2 separate regions of the Mus musculus genome follow, and region 1 is linked to region 2. A link is a contact called in public HiChIP or PLAC-seq data. All regions are on one chromosome and are shown on one strand. The core of a region is the stretch at or near the end of the contact, and the rest is flanking DNA. Distances in the headings are between cores, read along the strand shown. Region 1 overlaps Phlpp1 (PH domain and leucine rich repeat protein phosphatase 1). Region 2 has its middle 71 kb from the start of Zcchc2.

Region 1 (4,734 bases), core at 1,867-4,366, 310 kb after region 2:
GGTCAAGATGCAGTGGGTCGAGTGGCTAGACTCATATATTTGAAGTTGGGGCGGCTTCTGTGATGTGCATCCAGCAGACGGGACCTGAAACCAGCATCTGAGTCCTGGAAAGCGATGCAAGAACAATCATTTAGGAAATGTTGTTCTGACAGCCAGAGAATGTGGTGTCAGTTCTTGTTTGGGGCAGAGCACCTTCAAAGGGCTTGGGAAAGAAACAGCAAGCACAACATGGCCATGAAAGCCACTTTATTTTGGTCTCCCCAGGAACAGAGCAGCAGGAAGCTTGAGCTCCCATATTCTCACTCTTATAAAATTGGGGCATTCTGGCTGGTTATGTTTCCATCTGCTTTTAAACTCTAGTTCCCCTAGATGCTTCTGAGTTCGAGACTATGCCCTTTCCCACAAGGCTGCACCTCTTCTTACAGAGTAGATAAAAGAGAGCCTGGATGACAAACTAGCTCCTTGTATATACATATTCAGCACCTGCTTACAGACAGACACACTTGTACAGAGGAACACTGTGGGTGGTCCTCGGGGGTGACTGGGAGGTGGCCTCCTCTTGCTCTCATTGCCTGGGTGAACACAGTGAGTTCCTGCCCTGTGGAATGTGGAAGACAGCTTAGGGTGACCTGAGAGTTTCAGATCTTTTTTAGTCAAGAATCTCATGTTCACTTTATGTTTGTCATTTTTTTAAATACCAATTATTCTTTACTCTACTATGAAAATATTGGTTCTCTTCATGAAAACTGTAGAAGACTCAACCAAAGTCTGTAGACGCATGTGCCAGGTGCCCTATAACATCGTAACAGACCACCTATAGCCAATACAGGTATAGACACAAAAAGTATAGACATAAAGACACTGGTCTGATATTACCAAATGCATTTCCTTCCATTCAAATTTTACTATTAATTTTTTATTTCAGGAAATCTAGTATGTAGAGAAATTGAATGCTGTTTAGAAGAGTATGAACTTTTAAAAAACAAATATGTACCCTGTTTGTAATTTTTATCAGTTTAAATTATTGTAACTAAATCCAAAATCTACTCGAGAAAAATCGGTGAAGTTAGTACACGTCAATTGAAAAGGAAGGCTACCTACAGACTGAGTTTCATTACCTATTAGACTTGAATCCAAGTAAAGTCAATACTATACTTTGGCTTCTGGTCTTACAGTGAAACGTGGGCTCAGATGGGTTCAGTCAGTAAAATTTCTATAATCTAGCCATTGATTCTAATGTAGGCTGATAAACATTCCTATAGTGATTTCAGAACTCAGGGTGTTTGTGGTCACATAGTCGTCAGAAGGTACAACTGGATGACAGAGAAGGTTTGCCTGCCCACCTGGTTCTCTGACCTAGTCAGTTCTATCCCCCACTGACTGGCTGATATCACTCCCAGCCTGATGATACAGCAGCCCAAGGCTCTTTTCACCTTCTGTGTTCTTGCATTATGACTCTTTCCCTACATGTCTGATAGACGTTCAATGGATAAACTTTTAATTACAATTTGTATGGTATGTTTTGATTATACCCTCCCCAAATCCTTCTGGATCCTCCCCACCTTCCTACCCAGCCAACTTTGTTTTTTCTTTCTCATTCTTACTTTCAAAAATAGAAAGAAATAACAGGAAACAAAAAGAGGGGGAAACCCCACAAAAACAAAAATCAAAACAAACAGGCAAAAGGCCAATAAGGCAAAAAAGTGTGCACTACAACAACGCAAAATGAAGCAAAATTCCACAAAACTACCATTAAGTTTGTTCACCTCTGAGGACATGGCTGGCCTTGGAGTGTGGTTAATTCCCAGTGACACTCCACTAGAGAAAATTGATTTTCCCTTTGATATTCTTTGTGACCAGCTTCTTAGTTAACAGTGGGACCTGATGTCTACATCCCCATTTCAGTACTGAGATCCCTTCTGACTTGAGCCTATCTGGGTCTGTGCCTGATGCCACAATCTCTATGAGTTCATATGTGTATTAGTCCAATGTGTCTGAAGAATTTCCTAGGTATTATCCATCCATTCTGGCTCTTACAATCTTTCTGCCTGCTGTTCTGGATAGCTCCCTGAGCCCTGGGGTGAGGGATTTAATAAAGACATCCCCTTTAGGACTGAGTGCTCCAAAGCCTCTCACTCTCTGAACATTGTCCAGTTGTAGGTCTCTGTGGTTAATTCCTATCTGCTGCAAGAAATTCTCTAATGTGGTTGAGTGAAACACTGATCTATGGATATAGCAGTATATCATAACGAGTCATGTATTTCTATCTTCCTTGAGCAGAATAATAGTTGTAGGCTTTTCCCTAGGCTAGTCACCTGTCTAGTTTCAGGTTCTTGCCAACTTTGGCAGTGTTAGGTATGGGCCCCATCTCATGGAGAGGGCCTTAATTACATCCAGTCAAAAAGTGGTTGGTCAGCATCCTCTGCCACTCTTACAGCACCATGCATGCAGGCAGGCTGATTTGTAGATGGGGATTTGTAGCTGGATGGCAGTGATGATTGGCTTTCTCCTCCAGGAGCATGCAGAGTACAACCACCCAGTACCATGAACACTCGCCACCAGCACTGAAGCTCAGAGCTAGGCACCAGCTCAGACTCTCTGTGGTTGATAACATACGTGTTTTCTTCAGCAACAGAGACTTCCCATCAAATTGTGGGAAGTATTAACTAGACTACGATGTTTGGGGGGCTCCATTGGACACCTTTGGCCAATAGACTGTAAAGGATGTAGCCAATTCCTGGCACTGAAGTTTTACTTGGTGGCATAAGATGTCTGGTCAGAGTATTGGTGCATATCATGTGGTGACTCCATTTAGAGTCCTTTCATGTTTGTCTACCTTTTAGAAGGCTTCTATAAGTAATAGGCTTGCAAATGGTTTTCACATGGCCTTTGGTGTTAGGTGTCCCATACCACATTCCCTCCTTTGCCCTTTCTTTCCAGTCCCTCTCTCATCTAACCCTCCTAGTCTCCCTTTTATCTTTTAATAACACTGTACTCTTTTTCCCGTGCTGTGGAAGATCCCCTCCCCCCACTGATCTCTTACTAGGTACATGACGTCTGTGGTTATTCAGAGTGAAACACGCAAACCTAAAGTTTAAAAGCTAGCATCCACATGTAAGAGGAAGCATATAACATTTGCCCTTTTGGTTCTGGGTTACTTCCCTCAAGATGACTGTTTCCTAATGACGTTCATTTACCTAAAATTCTATAATTTCCTTTCCCTTAACAGCTGAATCATTTTCCATTGTGGGAATGTTCCACCTTTTCATTATCCATTATTAGTTGGTGGCTATCTAGGCTTTTTCCAATTATGAGTAGAGCTACAATGAACATGGGTGACCGGGTATCTCTGTAGTAGGGTGTGCAGTCCTTTGGGTATGTGCCCCAGAGTGGTATAGTTGGATCTTAAGGTAGATCTGTTCCCAGCTTCCTGAGGAACTGCCTCACTGGTTTCCATAGTGGCTGTACAAGTCTGCACTCCCACCATGCATGAGGAAGGATTCTTTTTGCCCATATCTTTGCTTTATGCTGTCATTTATTTTGTTGATCTTGGCTGTTTTGTCTGGTGTCCTAGTAGCTGATAGCTAAGGAAGCCAACTTTTTTATGTCTTTTTTATGTCTGTCTAGGCTTTGTGTTGCATCTTTTGAAAACTCTGGTTAGTTCTATTTCCCAATTTTTAAATTGGGTTATTTGTTTTCTTATTGTCCAGGTTTGTTTTTGTTTTTAAAGTTCTGTGTCTTCCTTGTCTTTTGTTTTACATTAAGAAGGTCCTTGGGGTTCATGTTAATGAGGGCATTATAACCCTGAAGATCCAAGCGGGCACAAATACAAACCATGGGAAAAGGCTTAAGATTTTTTCAGCTAATCCTTTATCTTAAGTGCAGAAGTAAACCTTAATGGAAAAGATTAATTGTGGAGTCAAAAAAAGTGAAAACAGTTTATGTAGCCAAGACCTTAAATGTCTGTGGCAGAGCAGTAGGCAACTGCCTTTTTATTGACCAGTGCTCATCTGCAGAACACAGGATGTGGAACCTACAGCCTCCCCAGATCGTTTTTCTTGTTTCCATCAGTGTGTAGATCTGAGCTGTAATGAGCTGAGTGAAATCACGTTACCAGAAAACCTGCCACCTAAGCTGCAGGAGCTAGACCTGACTGGAAATCCACGCCTTGCCCTGGACCACAAAAGCCTGGAGCTGCTCAAGTGAGTATTGCAAAGCATGTGGTCCCTCATGTGTTCACTTGCAGTGGGGTTTACAACTTCATAGACATTTGAACAGGGAGATTCTTTTGACTTAGTAGCCATATACACAGACAGAAAGTAGGCAGAAAGAGGGTACCATCCATGGTGGGAACATAAGTCACAATGAGCCCTGGTCACATGACTGTGATGCCTAATGCAGATGTCATTGAAACATTTTGAAAGAGAGACATGATGTGAAGGAAGTTATTAGAAACTAAAATCTGGTTCCTTTTTTAAAGAACAACTGGTAATGCAAAGTAGTTACAATTCGATCTTAAGGAGTTTTCATCCTTCTCAAGGGAGTTCAGGATGGATGTTGGTAGTGTGACTGGTTGAAGTTTAAGGGTAGCCTCACTAGAGAAGATGCCACTGTCTGAATATTCATTCCAGAACTCCAAAATAGTTAATATAACTGGATGATTTGTGTTTCACAGATACTTTACAGCCATTAGCATTCTGATGTCAAGATGCAGAAGTAATCAGAAAGGTCTTT
Region 2 (4,526 bases), core at 1,310-3,809:
GGCTAGGCAGCCCTGTCTGTCATTGGCTCACCATCTCTGGGCTAGTCTGCCCTACAAGGTAGTCTAATACATTATCAAAACACTGCAGAATCTCTTCCTGGGGTGTGTGTTGGGGGGGGGGGGGGTAAGTTCCTCTTCCGGTTGGTAACAGGCATCTGCCTTTCCCTTCTTTCCCCCAATCCCCCATAGTGGACTTGGTGAAATTCAAGCTCCTTGGATTCCAATGTTTCAGTTAAGGGACCATGACACAGTTGTCTCTAGAACAATCTCATCCTGCCAGTACAGTCGCAAAGCCACAGCCCTCTGTGACCTGTCTGCCTCAGGCCCCCGCATCTGTTTTCTGTGAGCCCTTGGAAGTCTGCAAGTCTTCCCTGGGGATGGGTTTCTCCTTAGCACATTCTAGGTTTGTGAACTTCTTTCCTGGATAGTGTATCCAAAGCTTCATGCTAAGTCTGCCTCAATCAAAAATTTGAGAAAGATGAGGTTAACTTCCTGATTTCTCTAACAATAATTGTTGCAGAAATCTAATAAGTTTCTTATGTGTTTGTTTCTGGTCAGGAATCCTAGAAGGCGGAAAGATGGCTCAGTAGTTCAGAGTGCTTGCTGTTCTAGAGGATCCAAGTTTGATTCCCAGAGCCTACAGTAGGTGGCTCACAATCTCCAGTAATTCCAGCTCCAAGGGTCAGATGACCTCTTCTGGCATCCACAGGCACTCAGACACACTCTCAAACACATAAATATGAATTAAAAAAACAATCTTTTCTACATGTAGATTCTATACTGCTTTACCTTTTCTCTTGAAAAGTCTGCTCTCTCTGTAGTGATACCTTGGGCTATAGGAAATAGCTGCTGGAGAATGGTTGTTTCTTTGCTTTTCTCTGTCTCTCTGTCTCTGTCTCTGTCTCTGTCTATCTGTCTCTGTCTCTCTCTGTCTTTGTCTCTCTCTCTCTCTCTCTCTTGGTTTTTGATTGTTGGTTGATTTTGTTTGGTTTTAGAGACAGGGTTTCTCTGTGTAGCCCTGGGTGTCCTGGAGCTTGCTCTGTAGACCAGTCTGGTCTTGAAGTCAGAGATCTGCCTTGATGTGTTAGAATGGTGGGTCGAGTCTCAACAGCACACTAGGCCAAGACAGTTCCACGTGGAAGAGGTTTTATTGGAAGGGAGAGACAAGGTAGTGGCAGAAAGAGAAGAGGGGAAGAGAGAGAGAGAGAGAGAGAGAGAGAGGGAGGGGTGATCTCCTTATTTATATGGAGAATGATATAACACAGGTAAAGGTGGGAGATGAGCCAAGTGGATGTTGGGAATATGGTGCCTATTGCTCTTGAGACTGGTCTGCAGGTCTCAGGTCGTGCTGTTGCCTATGTAATGTCATAGATTTGGGAGGTCCTGATGCCAGCATACTTGCCTCTGCCTTCCAAGTGCTAGAACTAAAGATGTGCACCACAATGCCCAGCTAGGTTGTTTATTTTGAAAGATCCTGTATACCACACTGGCCTCAAACCCCTCTGTGGTTGAGTAAACTCCTGATCCTACTAATTGGTGCTGTGGTTACAGGCCTATGCCAGGTAGTTGTAGTGCTGAGGGTCTAATCTCGGGTTCCAAGCATGCTAAGCAAGAACTCTACCAGCTAAGCCAGTCCAGAAACCCTTTTCCTCATCTGATCTTGCTGCCAAGGCTTAACATCAGTGCCCACTTAAGATGCCTTCCTGAACTTCTGAGTCCTTGCCATTCAACATTATTTTTATATCCAACCTTCCTTCTTTTTATATTCAGAGTTAGGGTGGAGGTCAGGGCCTTGCATGGGGTGGGTAAGTGTCCCTGCCACTGACAAGCCTGGGTCCGATCAAAACTCATTTCAATCTTCTTTCTTAGCATCTTAAATACAGAAGCAGGGGACTTTCCCACGCTTGCTAAAGCCACAGCTGTGACTTTCCTCCCGCCTTTTCTTTCTATTTCTGCTTACAGATGGGTTCATCCCACTTGACTTGTTCTTGTAACAGCTGATCAAATATTGCCATGACAACCAAAATACATTGTTCTTTTTTTCTTCTTCTGTCCTTTATGACCATCAGGACTCCACAGCTCAGCAGGCCTATGGTCTACCCCAGGGGTAATCACAGAAAACTGTGTTATCTAGGATTTCCTACCTCATAAAAAGGTTTGTATCTTTTAGGCCTTTGGTGTCAACACCTGCGAACTCTCATCACTGCCTAAGGGCCACAGACTCCTCTAGGGTAACAACAGAAGACCAATCACATCAGTCAATTCCCACTGGGGGAGGGTGGGGGGATAGAAAGAGCACCAAATTGGAAGCCAGGATATGGCCTGACTGTGTGCTGACCAGTTCCTCCTTAGGGCTCCTCAAAGTGCATATTGCTTCCTGCACATAAATAGGTCATCTTGCCTACTAATGAGCCCTGTCTGGGCAGCTCCACAGGCTCTCTTCTGTAGACATCTAACATAAGTCCTAAGATTGATCCAAGATGGATCTGGTGTTTCTGCCCTGCCCCAACTCATATAGAACGGCCCTAGCAGGGATGCCTTAGCTCTTTTCTACTCTCCATGGGAACCAACATCCCCAAATACAAGTGCTTGCTTAGGCCTGTTAACAGAGAAGAAAGGAAGTAGTCTAAGTGAACCAGAGCTCCAAGGACAATTATCTGTCACTATGGCAACAGGCAGTTGTCATCAGTGACTCCATCTTACTTTCCTCTTGTTCTTTCTCATTCTCAAGGTTTTCAGCCTCCTCTGTAGATTCTGGAGCAACTAACAAGAATAGTTATCATTTAGAACCTCTGCTCTGTGTCAAAACCCCAGACCGCACAACCTGAACTCCTGGGAAACTCAGATCTCTTCATGTCACCCTAATACCTACCCTTTCAAACAACTTAAAAAAAACAGAGACCTGAGGCCCCTGGAGGCCTCCCTTCCAGACTAGCATCTGCTGTAAACTCTATGACCGTCCTCTAAAGCACTCTGGTCCTGGGCTTGCTGCACAGAGGGGTTGCCCACAGGGATCGTGAGCAGTTCTAGAAGGTTGCAGGGATCTCTGCAAAGTCTGGTAGCAAACATCCCTTGGGGGAAGCAGAGCCTTGACTGTGGCCCAGCAGAAATGCCCTTTCTCTGCTCACAGGAGCCTGCCACTGTGTTTTAATTTAATGCCACTGAGGTCCAGGCTTCGGTTCCAGCTCTGTTCTTCTCTGTTGCCCTTCTTCCTTTCCCTTCGGCCTCCCCCTTTCAGCTCTGAAACTTAGAAGGTCCCTATATAGAAGCCACAGTAGACACTTTCCTAATCTTTCTGGTAGTAAGAAGACTAGGGAGTGACCAATCACTCCTTGTGCAGTCAGCAGTGTGTCCTGGACCAATATGCTACGAACCCATGACTCTTCTGTTATAAGCACAACAGAAGGCCAATTCCTGGGCAGTGGCTGGAATATTAGACTGCCTGTTCTCACATAGAATATCATAATTTTCTATACCAATTTAGTCAGAATTATTTACTCTAGTTACACCCCTTTCAAAATCAGCATCTTTTGGCGGTCTCCTACATCCCAGGCTGGTCCCGCTAACACTGTAGTCAAGGATGACTTTACCCCTCTTGCCCTTCTTGCCATAGTGCAGGCCACACTTCTAGTCTGTGCAGTATTTACTTAACTGCATTGATCTCAGGGCTTTGTGTGTGCCGGGCAAGCATGATATCAACTGAACGGCATCTTCGGCTCAGAGTGGGCTCAGAGTGGGTATATTAACTTACTTCAGAAGGGAGGTGCAGGCCGGGCATTGGTGGCACACGCCTTTAATCCCGGCACTTGGGAGGCAGAGTTCAAGGCCAACCTGATCTACAGAGTGAGTTCCAGGACAGCCAGGGCTATACAGAGAAACCCTGTCTCAAAAAAAAAAAAAAAAAAAAAAAAAAAAAGGGGTTGGGGGTGCGTTTTAAGGACCCCTTCAGGAACAGCACACTGTCAGGTCATGCTGAGGGCTCTGCACACTGTCAGGTTGTGCCAAGGACTCAGCAGCCTGCTTGGCAGCCACTTTTCCAGAGCAATCAAGAAGGACCTCTTTCTCTGCCCAGCTGAGAGCCCTGCTGCATCCAGACAGGCACACCACAGACTTGCCTGCTCCTTTCACTGTGCTTGGCTATATTCCTTTAAAAAAAATTAGGATTGCATTCATATTTCATCTGTAATAGCTATTTCCAAATATGTCTACATTTGAGGTCCTGGGGGTTATCACTTCTACATAGAAACTTGGAGGGATACAATTTAACTCCTAACAATTCTAACTCAGCTTCTGGAATCAGCTCCCTTTCTCTGGGTGACTGAACAAATCGCTCAGGACTGCCAGAACAAATTGCTACAGGCTCAGTGGCTGAAAACAAGAGAGTCAAGTCCCCTAGTTTTGGAAGCTGGAGGTCCCAGATGAAGGGTCACCTGGAGCAGAGTGCCTTTGGAATCCGTAAGGGAATGTTTCCTATTTTTAGATAAGTCTTACAGAATGTATGGATTACACTTTCAACATGGGGTAGG

The links. HiChIP or PLAC-seq counts read pairs in DNA pulled down with a chosen protein or histone mark.
Region 1: a contact with region 2 is called in an H3K27ac HiChIP or PLAC-seq map of regulatory T cells, with 5 times the contacts expected there. The contact joins two enhancer-like sites. A contact is called at or near these places in 2 of 15 datasets of contacts at CTCF or cohesin (both in embryonic stem cells), 57 of 484 Hi-C or Micro-C datasets (the 4T1 cell line, B cells, the C2C12 cell line and 41 more) and 19 of 115 datasets of contacts at active chromatin or transcription factors (cardiomyocytes, differentiating embryonic stem cells, embryonic basal ganglia and 13 more).

What each region holds. Positions count from the first base shown.
Region 1 is chr1:106,372,090-106,376,823 of GRCm38.p6, forward strand. It overlaps Phlpp1 (PH domain and leucine rich repeat protein phosphatase 1), which reads left to right. Exons shown (of 17, transcript NM_133821.3): 13 at 4,072-4,202. Among named protein-coding and RNA genes, the nearest start is that of Gm41928, 150 kb to the right of the region's middle. Within about 2 kb of position 3,117, at least 11 of the 459 cell types and tissues checked have an H3K27ac peak or open chromatin away from gene starts, as enhancers often do. A contact at or near this core is called in regulatory T cells, where this site is marked.
Region 2 is chr1:106,059,407-106,063,932 of GRCm38.p6, forward strand. No RefSeq gene overlaps it. Among named protein-coding and RNA genes, the nearest start is that of Zcchc2, 71 kb to the left of the region's middle. Within about 2 kb of position 2,560, at least 26 of the 459 cell types and tissues checked have an H3K27ac peak or open chromatin away from gene starts, as enhancers often do. A contact at or near this core is called in regulatory T cells, where this site is marked.